Regions from separate parts of the Hordeum vulgare genome. Here all the other regions are linked to region 3. A link is a contact called in public Hi-C data. All regions are on one chromosome and are shown on one strand. Each heading gives the region's core, a stretch centred on a gene start, on an enhancer-like site or on the middle of the called end of the contact. The rest is flanking DNA. Distances are from core to core; before and after follow the strand shown. Region 1 overlaps LOC123408595 (CRM-domain containing factor CFM3, chloroplastic/mitochondrial-like). Region 2 holds the start of LOC123411625 (RNA pseudouridine synthase 3, mitochondrial). Region 3 holds the start of LOC123413488 (pumilio homolog 5-like).

Region 1 (4,126 bases), core at 483-2,982, 440 kb before region 3:
GTCCACAAAGAAGCGACCTTGTCTATTCCACCACGGCTTCTGTCCACGGAGGACTAGCCTTACTCATGATAGATCTTCACGAAGTAGGCAATCTCCTTGCCCTTACAAACACATCTTGGTTTGACTCCACAACACGAAGTAGGAGGCTCTCAAGCGATACCTAACCAATCTAGGAGGCACCACCCTCCAAAAGGTAATATATGTGGTAGATCAATGAACTCCTTACTCTTGTGCTTCTAAAGATAGTCTCCTCAACACAAGTCACTCTCTCACAAAATATGCATGGTTAGGAGAGGTTGATTTGGTGGAAAGCAGTTTGGGGAGGCTAGAGATCAAGTTTCAAATGATAGGATTGGAATATCTTGGTCTCAACACATGAGTAGGTGGTTCTCTCTTAGAAAATGGATCTGGCAATTAAGAGTGTGTTTTCTGCGTGCTTCTCCCGCGAATGAGAGGTGGGTGAAGGGGTATATATAGGCAGCAGCCAAAATCCAACCGTTACACAAAAAAGGGCAAACTCAGTGACACCAAAGTTGACAACTCGGTGGTATCGATTATCACAAAAGTCTAAACTTTTGAATCTCGGTGAGACTGATATATGAAACTCGATGGTACCGAAAAGGTGACTAACGGTCAGATGATCAAACTCGATGACACCGATACTCAAACTCGGAAATTTCGATTTTGTGTATCTTGGCAACAGAATGTTGGTCACACTGAACTCGGTAGCACCGACTTGGTTTCGGTTGCACCGATTTGGTGGGAATGGCCAGGGTTTCTGTCTGAGATCAAACTCGTTTGGTCCGATATGAAAATGTTGGTGACACCGAATTTGTGAATGTGGATCTTGATAGAGTGGATATGTGGGAAAAATGACTGAGTGTTTTGGTGGCTAACTTTGAGCATTTGAACAATTAGTTCAATTTACTACCTCATCCCCTTTTAATAGTATTGACTTTCCTATGGACTCAAAAATGATTTCTCATAAATATAAAATGAAGAGTCTTCTAGCTTGAAGCTTGAGTCAATATTATTCCTTTCTTGCATCAGGGGCATCTCCACATAAACCTTAAGCCATAGCATCTTTTGAACTTTTTCTGAAATATACTTGGAAAACATATTAGTCCAATGATGCATATGTTGTTATCAATTATCAAAACCACCCTAGGAAGCAATTGTGCTTTTACTCCTCCAGTAGCGCCACGAACACCTCCTCATAACCGGAGTCCATCGCCCAGGCAAATCACCGAACACTTGGCGGGCGTGGCGGACGCGCGGCCGCGTACGTGCCCGGAGCGTCAGGAGAACTCACAAAGAAGTGGGGGGCGGGGGAGGGGGCGAAGACGTGGTGAACCCTACGTCCGTCGACGAGGAGATGTCCTCTGTAGCCACGGTAGGGAGGTGGACGGCGCCGGAATCGGCACGGTGACGAAAGGTGTGGTGCGTGAGGGGCGGCTCCGGAGAAGAAAATGCCTTTTTTCGCGTGACAGGGCCCGACGCGTCGTTTTCCCTTCCGCCGGTGGCCCCGGGCTCCCCCAACATGCTGGGTTCGGGCTGAGATCGTCGGGACCAATTTCAACACTAACCGACGAAAAACCGGCTCCTCGGACGCGAATGAGCCGTTTTTCCTCGTCGGCAGAAAAAAAAAAAGATGGACTGGAAGGGATTGCTGGGGGCGCGGCTCTAGATGCTCCTACTGTATAATCCACTCCCCACATCCACCAGCTCCATCCATGGCCTTCTCGCCCGCTCTCCACCTCCACCACCCGCCTCGCCTCCATCACCTCCTCCTCTCCTCCAACCCTCTTTCGTCCTCCTCCTGCGCTCAATACCCATGGCTCTCCGCCTGGTCCCGTCCCCGCCGCGGCCTCCGACCGCCAGCCCCCGCTCTGGACCTCCGCCCGGAGCCCTCCCCCACTTCCGGCTCCGACGACGAGGACGCCGTAGGAACTAGCCGCCACTCCGGACGCTCCACCATGTCTCTCATTCTCCACCGTCTCAAGCGCGCGGGCTACTCACTTGAGGCCCAAATCCCCCCCTCCACCTTCTCTCAGCACCCGCGGCGGGGCTCCGTGGAGGACGTGTTCCGCGCGGACGATGGTGTGCTTCCCAACGCGCGCGGGGGATTCGACGATGACGCGGAGTCCTCGCTCATGGACGCGCGGTTTCCGTGGGAGCGGCCGATGCCCCCGCCCGAGGCGGCTGCGCGGGCCGCGAGGTCGCCGGCGTGGATGGCGGAGCTTACGCTTCCTGAACCCGAGCTTAGGCGCCTTCGGCACGCGGCGATGAGGATCAAGTCGAAGACCCAGGTGGGTGGCGCTGGGGTGACGCGGGAAATCGTGGCAAAAATCAAGGAGAAGTGGAGGACGGATGAGGTGGTCAGGGTCAAGGTCAACGGCACGCCTGCGCTCAACATGCGCCTCTTCCACGAGATACTAGAGGTGTGTATTGAATTTTTCCAGAATCTCTTAGCTTGCATCAAGCTCTTCTTTGGTTTCTTTTTGATGGAAATTCTGGATTGCTGGTGCTGTTCTTACCAATTTAGTAGTTCATTTATGCTTGAGGCGGGTTGCGGCATGCAACTTGTATCAACTGCAAGGTGAATTAGTTTTTGGATGGAATTGTTGGTAGATTTTTAACAATGCTGTGTGTATTTTGTACTGTGTTGGTTCGAAACTTGAGCTGTAGGTTTAGCTGTAAAATGTGACTTGGAATCTTGTATGTGTCTCACTCGGCAGTTGTCCCTAAGTAACACTGAAGTCAGATGCATTAATTATCCCAAAGAAGGCAGTATACATTTGTTGAGATAAAATTAGCTCAGAGTTAGCCAATACCGAATCAGTGTTTTTCTTTACCTTTGGCGTCATGTCCACGAACTGGTACATACATGTCCACGAACTGGTACATACTCGACTGCCGGGCTACTCTTTTGGCTTGTTATTGATCTTCGGGGAGGTCTCCGATTTGGAGGAATTGGACGATCTGCTGCGCCCATGCCGGAGCCAGGGGCTTGATGACAAGGACTAAAGGCGTTTTTCTTCTGCCGCGGGAGCGCAGTCTTCTACGGCAAGGGCTGCTGAGCCCGCTGGAGCCTGTTGGAATCCCCGAGATGAGCGGCTAGAGGGGAAAAACAGGTTTTTTTCTCAACGTCAGGCGGAATAAGACTACTAATTGGCTGATTGATGATTGGTTGATTTTGCAAACTGAATGATGATGTGGCATAAAGCTGATGTGGACAGTGTGCATGTTGAGAGAGTGGGTAGAAGTGGGGATCAACTTCTTAAGAATGTTAGATACTAGCCTGGTTGAGAAAAATCGATAGCAAAAACTTCTTTAATACTGAAAATTATCAAGAACATTATTCAGAAAAGGCATAATTTAGTAACTTAACGATCACATCAGTTTTAGGGCACAATAATTGTTCTTTGCCAGAATCATGCAGAAGCTTGCAAACTTCTTGAAACTTGAGCTTAGTGAAATCACTTATGGAACTAAACTGAGTTAAAAGCTAGTTGACTAGTTCAAAGTCGAGTTTGGTTTATGTCCAAATCAAGACACAATATTAAATATTTTCCTATTGGTGCAATAATGTAACTCCAATAATTGATTGCACAGAAAATCAGTGATTTGACTACCAGAAGACTTACCAAATCAATGGTCAATTAGGACCTGTTAACAAGTGCAAGCAGAGAAGGAAGTATATGTTTATTCAGCATGTTGATTAGTTTTCTTTGGGCCACAATTAGCCTAAAGCTTCATTTGTTATCTATACACATGACCTACTAGTTCTACTGAATACATCTTTAGAGTTATAGTTCTTGCCAATCTAATAACTGTTTTCTTTTGGTTGATCCTGATTAGAGAAAAACAGGGGGATTGGTAATATGGAGGTCAGGAACTTCTGTTTCTCTTTACCGGGGAGTAGCCTATGACGTACCTGATACCACTAAGGGAACAAATAGGACTTGGCAGGATGTTGGTATGAAGTCCTCAATAAAAGGGCCTCCTATCCCTTCCTCAATACCTAACGAGAAAGTTAATAGCATGCAAGGTAGTAATGGAGGTTTGGTATCTAATACTGAGAAAGAGGAAGCAATTGAAACAGTTCCAGAAATCAAATATGAAG
Region 2 (4,131 bases), core at 313-2,812, 290 kb after region 3:
ACGGGAAAGGAATTTTTTTTACGAGAGGCACGGTTTTGCTTCCGCGAAAGACTCGGTTTTGCCTTCGCGATAGGCACGCCCATACCTTTCGGAAAGGAAAAATGTGTTTTCTAAATTTTTTTTGTGACAGGCACGGTTTTGCTACCGTGAAAGACACGGTTTTGCCTTCGCAAGAGGCATGCCCGTGCCTCTTCCGAAAGGGGGAAAACGTGTTTCCTGCTCACTTTTTTGCAAGAGGCATGATTTTGAATCCGCGAAAGGCACGATTTTGCCTTCGCGAGAGGCACGTCCGTGCCTCTCCCGAAAAGGGGGAAAACTCGTTTTCTGCTCTTGTTTTTTCGCGAGAGACACGATTTTGCTTCCGCGAAAGGCACGATTTTGCCTTCGTGAGAGGCACGACCCGTGCCTCTTGGAAAGGAAAAAACGTGTTTTCTTTTTTTTCCTATTGCGCGAGGCACGGTTTTTATGTACGAATTTTTTTCTTTTTTTTATGAAAAAAAGTTCATCAAAACCTATCAATGGAATCTAGTTTTGAAGATCTCGACGCGAGAAAGCCGACAGTGAAAACGGTTCGAGATTTTAATGTACGGTTTAGGAAATAAAACGTTTTGAAAATACAGATCACGAAAAAAGAAAAAACTCTTGGGTTACAACAAATGACATGCATGCAGTGTCCTACTTGTCACAACCTGTAAAGCTGTGAGTAATCGTTAGAAGGTGTATTCGCTAATAGTGATTTCGCGGGCAGGGCCATCCAAAATTGTGTTAACCTTTTTACGGGTTACAGGCCTTCTCGGGTCTCGGGTCAGGACGGCCCAGTTGCATAATTTACCAGGCCGCTACTGGCCAGTGTCCACCACCACAGCACGGCTCGGAGGAGGATGCTGCGCCGCCGCCTGAGGACGTGGCCGTGGCCTTGGCCAGCGGCAAGGCGGGGGCTGTCGCGGCTGGCGCCGCCGGCGCCCGCGCCGGTGGTGCGCGTGGACAGCAACAACGTGGCCCGCCTCGGCTCGCCAAAGCCCGGGCCGAGGCCGCGGCAGCTGCTCTCCCTGCCGCCGTTCCCCGCCGGGGCCGACCCGCTCCCCGGGAGGAAGGTGGCCCCGCGCCACGTGACGGCGGTCAGCTGGGTGAAGCACTGCTTAGCCGACGTGCCGCAGGAGGTCGTGCAGGCGCACTTCAACAAGAGGCAGGTACGTACTACTGGTGCCACGCCTCCTCACTCTGTACCGGCCCTGTTATCATCTGCGGTCTTATTAACGCAAAGATTGTTAACACACGATAAGAATGGGATTACATTGTTGTCAAATGCGAATTGCTTGTTCAAAGTGTAGGCTATTCTAGATTTCTAGTGGCGAAATGCAATGTAGCTGCTTTCATGCTTAGGTACCATTGATTTGTTATAATGAATTCAGCTAATGTTTTTCTCCAATGAGCTATTGATTGATTCGATTTTTAGTTTTTTATTTTTTGCTTTAGCTTCTATCATTTCACTACCAGTTTTACACTGCATTTAGGCACTGTTTTTCAATCTGACATGAAAAGTGAGGTTATCTGTTATCAGGTGTATACTGAGTGCTCAGAGCAGGAGGTTTTGGCAGAGAGCATTCGGTGCCAGAAGCATCATTTGAAAAGGGTATGTAATGAGGAGTTCATGCTGTATTTTCTGGGGTTCTTTTAGTGAACTCCTATTTGCTACGTGAGTGAAGTAAATATGCTCAGCAGTTCGTTGCAGATCAAGCATTCTGAAGTGATGGAGCCTGGCATGAGAATTCATCTTCCCGTGTCTGTGGCCGAGGCCGAGATAAAGAAGCGGTATGAGACCATTCCAACTGCGACATTGCATCCGAATAGGGATGAGATTGAGTACCTGAAAAGGCTTGTCATCTACAAGGTATTCTATAATTGTATGTTGTATTCTGTATTTCTGATTAGTTTCTTGCATAATTACTGCTGTAACAAAAGCTTTTTGGTTGGCAATATGTAAGCTTCTGATCCTCTGTATAGTCAGTAGTGCGGTGAACTAACTTGCACAAACAGGATTTGACATGTGTAAATCACGTGTCTGTCTACATATTATATACTTCCACAATACAATAAAAATGCCATTCACATTTTACTTATTGGTATTTTCAAAGGTGTCACCATTGAAATGTTTCATCTAGAGTTTATTATTTAATTTTCTTGTTCAGATTCGTAATAGTAATGCTGAGATTTCGATATTATAGGACTCGGCCATACTTGTGCTTAACAAGCCCCCAAAAGTGCCCATGAAGGGGAATTTGCCAGTACACAACAGTATGGATGTACTTGCAGCAGCAGCACTGTCATTTGGGAATGAAGAGGGTCCGAAATTGGTACGATTGTTTCTCTTTATTTGGGTTACCATGTGTAATCTTAAGCTCTCTCTGAGGATTTCCTTCCCATGGTTTGTGATTGCAGGTTCATCGACTGGACAGAGATTCTAGTGGTTTACTGTTGATGGGGAGAACAAGAGAAAGCTTTACCCGGTTGCACTGGCTCTTCACTAGCATCAAATTAGCAAAAACAGCTTCACAGGTTAACATAAGTTCGTGACTTTTGCGACTTGGCAAGGGGACTTGTATCTAAATGATTTCGATTGACATACCTTTTTACAATAATAGCCAGCTGATGTTGTATATTATTGATGGATCTTGTAGACATGGAATACAGCCTGTGAATCGTACTTGCAGAGGTACTGGGCATTGGTCATTGGGACCCCTACAGAGAGTGAAGGAGTTATATCTGCCCCTCTCACAAAGGTATTTTCTCGTGTATCTTGCTAAGGAAAATATTTGGTTATTAGGAAATTATTATGCTATGTAGAATCCTTTACTGTTTTATGTTACTTAAATCATTGCATCATCTAGAAGATGTAGTCATCTTTAGCACTCTCATCAACCATCACAGTTCGTGCATCCCTGGCCCCTTTCACGGATTGAACCAAGATGCTTCATAGATAAGGTCATACTCGTATGTAGTAACGGTACATTTGGTTAATGGCGAGTTTTGTCACATGTCCTAGTTCCTCTCTCACTAAATTAGGTACTTCTTGATGATGGAAAAGCCGAGAGGGTCATTCTGGCGCATCCCTCTGGCATTGATGGTGCACAAGAGGCTGTAACTGAGTATCGGGTGATGGGACCAACCATCAATGGCTGTTCCTGGATTGAGTTGCGCCCATTGACAGGGCGGAAGCATCAGGTACTCTCACATGACCTAATTAATTCTTACTGATGAACATGTGTCTGTATAATATATGAAGATGTTAACGTACATAATATTATGGATATGATGTACATCCTGTTGCATCATCCTTTGCATTTCCCTTAAATGCCTCGGTTCGTTTTGTTAATCCGGTGAATATATTCACATATAGTATATTCAAAAATTTCAACTGAAATCACCAATCTAAACTATACCGACCCTGCTGCAGCTCCGAGTGCATTGTGCGGAAGCCTTAGGCACTCCCATTGTTGGAGATTACAAATATGGGTGGTTCGTGCACCAAAGGTGGAAGCAGAATCCTCAACCGGACTTTGAGCCATTCACCGGGGAGCCATACAAACTGAGGCGGCCTGAAGGCCTGGAGGTTCAGAAGGGCAGTGTTCTCTCTAAAGTCCCTTTGCTGCACCTGCATTGCCGGGAGATGGTGGTCCCGAACATCGCGAAGTTCCTGAGTAACACCGGAGAGTGGCACGATAATGGCACCCCATGGTCCAAGGAGAAGCCCAATCTCCTAAGGTTCATCGCGCCAATGCCTGCACACATGAAAATTAGCTGGAATATAATGTCTTCCTACCTGGTGTAATAGTTTATCTTTGGTTTATTGGATTTATTTTGATATGTCACAACTCTTAGGTTGAATATTAGTATTTGACGGACCTTTAAGATCGCTGACATGCGGGGTCCATGTCCACATGTTAGCGACACGTGGAGTGGCATATTCTTTGGAATTATTTAGGGGAGTTACATGTAAAATAGTGTTATTTAGGTTTTCTTTGGGATTGTGAGATTGTAGATTTGTAGCAGCTGGCATTTTAGAATCAGTGAACAATTGATGCCAGTACTGTAATTTTTTAGGGAGATTATAACTCAAATTTGGCACAATCA
Region 3 (4,106 bases), core at 1,592-4,091:
GGTCTTCGAACAACATTCGGTCACCAACACCTATAACTCAACTATACCGAAACGTCACCGAACCTTAAGTGGGCACACCCTGCGGGTTCGAGAACTATTCAGACATGACCTGAGACACTCCTCGGTCAATAACCAATAGCGAGGTGTGGATGCCCATATTGTCTCCTACATATTCTACGAAGATCTCTATCGGTTGAACCTTTATGACAAGGATTCAGTTAATCCCGTATGTTGTTCCCTTTGTCCTTCGGTATGTTACTTGCCCGAGATTCGATCGTCGGTATCTCTATACCTAGTTCAATCTCGTTACCGACAAGTCTCTTTACTCGTTCCATAATACAAGATCCCGTGACTAACTCCTTAGTCACATTGCTTGCAAGGCTTATTGTGATGTTTGTATTACCAAGTGGGCCCCGAGATACCTCTTTGTTACACGGAGTGACAAATCCCAATCTTGATCCTTGCGAACCCAACAGACACCTTCGGAGATACATGTAGAGCACCTTTATAGTCACCCAATAACGTTGCGACATTTGATACACACAAGGCATTCCTCCGGTGTCCGGGAGTTGCATGATCTCATGGTCATAGGAACACATACATTGACATGCAGAAAACAGTAGCAATAAACTGACACGATCATATGCTATGTTTATAGTTTGGGTCTTGTCCATCACATCATTCTCCTAATGATGTGATCACGTTATCAAGTGACAACACTTGTCTATGGCCATGAAACCTTGACTATCTTTGATCAACGAGCTAGTCAACTAGAGGCTCACTAGGAAAGTGTGTTGTCTATGTATCCACACATGTATTTGAGTTTCCAATCAGTACAATTCTAGCGCGGATAATAAACGATTATCATGAACAAGGAAATATAGTAATAACCAATTTATTATTGCCTCCAGGGCATATTTCGAACATTACATACCTTCAACATAGATGTTGAGTGAGGATGCCTTCCACTTTTCACCGCCGTATGCGTCGTTTGTGCAGATCCGAGGCGTGTGTGACGTGAGGTTATCCGAGGCAGCAGCAGCGATGCCTTGTGTTCCAGATCCGCGACGACCGCGTCCTGGTGATCCGCGACGCATTCGAGGCGCCGGCGGTGGCAGTGGAGTCGGCGACATTCTTATGATCCGCGACGGTCTCGTCCTGTCGATCCGCGATAGCGACAGCGACCGTCGGCATCTCCCCGGTTCGGTGGCAACGTTCTCATGATCCATGACGGTCGCGTCCTACTGATCCGCGACGACGACATCGGTCGCCGGCATCTCCCTGGTTCGGCGGCAGCCGCGTCTCGTTTGGGAGAGGAGGCAGCGGCCGCGACAGTCACGTACTGCCATACATAATGTTTTCATAATGAGATTTAGCTATTGAGTGAGAACGTCGTGCACTTTTCGTCGTCGTATGCATCGTCCATGCGGATCCGTGGCGTTTGCAGTGTGTGGGTATTCAAGGCGGCGACGGCGTCCTCGTGTTCTAGATCCGCGACGACCGCGTCGTGGTGATCCGCGACAGTCGTGACCCGGTGATTCACGGCGTATCCGAGGCACCGATGGTGGAGTGGAGTCGACGATGTTCTGATGATCCGCTACGGTCGTGTCTTGTTGATCCGCGATGACGACGACGGTCGCGGGCATCCCCCTGTTCGATGGCTGCCGCATCTCGTTTAGGAGAGGAGGCATCGGCCGCGAAGGCCGCGTCCCGTCGTACCAACCAAGGTGGGAGGGATGATGGGAGGAGAGACGAAAAAAATTCAGACGAGGGTGGGAGGAGGGACAAAAAAGAACCCACACAAAAAGCGGAGGACGAAAAATAACCATGGACGCAATCCTACCAACCAAGCCTTTAGGACTAGATATAAAAGGTGAACCAACATGTGGTTGGATGGTTAGAGGGTCAGTGATATCCTGAGCCCATCAGAATTCAAGTCCCAAAGCTTGCATTATTTCTGAATTTATTTTCGGCGATGCGCATTCAGTGAGAGGAGACGTTTCCGTTGACAAGACTCTTAGACGACTTCGTAAATCTCACGATAATATGTCGGCTCAGTCTCTCAAAAATGCTCATAGCGATAGGATGTGTGTGTATACGTAGGGGTAAGTATATGCATGTTTATATGAATGCTTGCATTTGTACTGTGTTAATAAATAAATAAAGATAACAAATATTAGAACCGAAGTGCTTCGTGCAACACATGATCTTATCATTTGGGTATAAATTTTAGTCGACTTAAGGTTTAGGAAAGTCCAACTCTCCTTGTATTATTTTTTTGAATGTTTTACTCCGTATAGGTGTAAAATTTTAAACACACGGGTATTTTCTTCTTCTTCAACATAGTATAGACGCAATCGTTCATATACATGCGTATACACTCATCCTTATAAACACACACGCGCATACTCTATCTCTATGAACACCTCCGAAAGACTGAGCCGTCATATCATTTTAAGATTTTTGAAGTCATCGTCGACGAAAACGTCTCCTTGCATTAAAAGTGTATCATCGAAAATTTTAAAATAAATTCAGAAACAATACAAACACCAAGACTTGAATCATAATATGCTAGAATAATACTAATCCCTCTAACCATTCAACCAGAAATTGGTTTACACCCATATCTATATTTCTCTGCCGGAGCCATTTCCACGTTCCGAGTACAGCTGCTCCATTCGGGTGGCCGTAGCGTCCAGCGCACCTGCTACCGTCACCGAGCTGACCCCTGTGCCCCGTGCTCCGGCGACACGTTGGCGTACCAGATAGGCCCGTCACCGTCACCACCACCGCATCCCCGCCGCACATCATCTCCCAGCACGACCCTCAAAGCAGTGGGGACGACGCCGCCGCCCGCGGCAAGCAAGCGGTTCGAGGGTTTTAGACGCGACATCCCTTTTTCTCCGCCCGCAAAAGAGAAAGAGGGGAAGACCCAGAGAGGAGGAGCAAGGCTTCCAGAAGGAGAAGATCGTCGGCGACGAGAGGGAGAAGGGGGACTCGACCTGGTTCTTCTCCGGGGAGGGAGAGGGAGAGGGAAGCGAGGGCTGGCCAGTTGCCGCGGCTTGGGGCGAGGAGGTCAAGGTAAAGGAGGTGGCCGGGTTGGTGCCGGCTCTGGTGCTCGCCTAGGGTTTGGAAGCTTCGGCTGGCTCGGAGGCGCCAAGGTACCTATCCCTCTCGTTCGCTCTCCCTCGCTCTCTCCCGTATATAATCAGGCGACCTCACTAGAACAAGCACAAAAAAAGTCGTCTAAAAAGACTCACCGGAACAGAAAGGAACCGGGATTTTCCTCGATTTTGTTGTGATTTGGAGGTACAGGATTGAGGGTGTCGAGGACGGCCTAACTTTGTGTCCAGGTGTCTGATGGATTTGTGCCTGATTTCGCTGCCAAGCTCTTGCCTTTTAGGTGCAAATTGGGCGCTTTCGCTTTGGAATTGCTGTGTGCTTGGGCTGCAAGCATGCAATCCATTGCGTTAGGCTTCTCGTTGACAAGTCATTTCTATTTACCCCAAGTTATAATGCCACATTTTGGGTCATCCAGAGATTCCGAGGCTTGGTACCTTAGCATGTTTGGGTAGTCTCCTTGTATGTTATTATTATTCTGTCATTCATAGTTTCCTAATATGAAACATTAACTCTGGAAATCATTTGCTTCAACCAAGCTTATCTTGTTGCCTGCTGAATGTGCCAAATCGGTAAATCCAGTTACCCCTGAATGGATATACATAAAAAAGTTGATCTTGAATAGCTAGACTAGGAAAATGATAGAGTAGGAATGTAACTTGCTAATATAGTCAATTGATAAACACTAAATATTCATTTTCCCCCTCTCATCTGGTTCCTTGCAGTGTAATGGCCACACAGAGTGCTGTTCGGTTAATTGGAGGGGGAGGGGCTGGTGGCTGGACTAAGGATTTCGGAGCATTCGACTCTCCACTGGGAAATCTTCCTGGAGAAGGGCTGGGGTTTGTGGAGAGTGGCAGTGGGATTTATGGGGGCTGGGGGGAGTCTGTCCCAAATCGAAGTGGAAGCGCGCCTCCTAGCATGGAGGGATCTCTTGCTGCTCTTGGTAATCTTATAGGCCAGAAGAGTGGAAACTTCGACGCCAG

What was found. Hi-C and Micro-C count contacts between places; a contact is called where the count stands out from the background.
Region 1: a contact with region 3 is called in a Hi-C map of leaf, with 7 times the contacts expected there. The contact joins the enhancer-like site here to the promoter of LOC123413488 in region 3. A contact is called at or near these places in 3 of 6 Hi-C or Micro-C datasets (leaf and seedling) and 1 of 1 datasets of contacts at active chromatin or transcription factors (embryo).
Region 2: a Hi-C map of leaf shows a contact between it and region 3, with 2.8 times the contacts expected there. The contact joins the promoter of LOC123411625 here to the promoter of LOC123413488 in region 3. A contact is called at or near these places in 3 of 6 Hi-C or Micro-C datasets (leaf and seedling) and 1 of 1 datasets of contacts at active chromatin or transcription factors (embryo).

Annotation. Positions count from the first base shown.
Region 1 is chr7H:188,426,332-188,430,457 of MorexV3_pseudomolecules_assembly, reverse strand. LOC123408595 (CRM-domain containing factor CFM3, chloroplastic/mitochondrial-like) reads left to right here. Exons shown (of 11, transcript XM_045101667.1): 3 at 1,640-2,441; 4 at 3,862-4,126. Among protein-coding and RNA genes, the nearest start is that of LOC123408595, 6.0 kb to the left of the region's middle. Within about 2 kb of position 1,732, at least 3 of the 3 cell types and tissues checked have open chromatin away from gene starts, as enhancers often do. A contact at or near this core is called in leaf and seedling, where this site is marked.
Region 2 is chr7H:187,696,874-187,701,004 of MorexV3_pseudomolecules_assembly, reverse strand. It overlaps LOC123411625 (RNA pseudouridine synthase 3, mitochondrial), which reads left to right and starts at 1,562. Exons shown (of 7, transcript XM_045104589.1): 1 at 1,562-1,633; 2 at 1,723-1,891; 3 at 2,226-2,354; 4 at 2,440-2,556; 5 at 2,679-2,780; 6 at 3,064-3,222; 7 at 3,455-4,131. The coding sequence starts at 1,751. The coding sequence ends at 3,829. It overlaps LOC123411623 (pentatricopeptide repeat-containing protein At3g42630), which reads right to left. Exons shown (of 1, transcript XM_045104588.1): 1 at 4,014-4,131.
Region 3 is chr7H:187,986,184-187,990,289 of MorexV3_pseudomolecules_assembly, reverse strand. LOC123413488 (pumilio homolog 5-like) reads left to right here and starts at 2,841. Exons shown (of 10, transcript XM_045106428.1): 1 at 2,841-3,161; 2 at 3,846-4,106. The coding sequence starts at 3,850.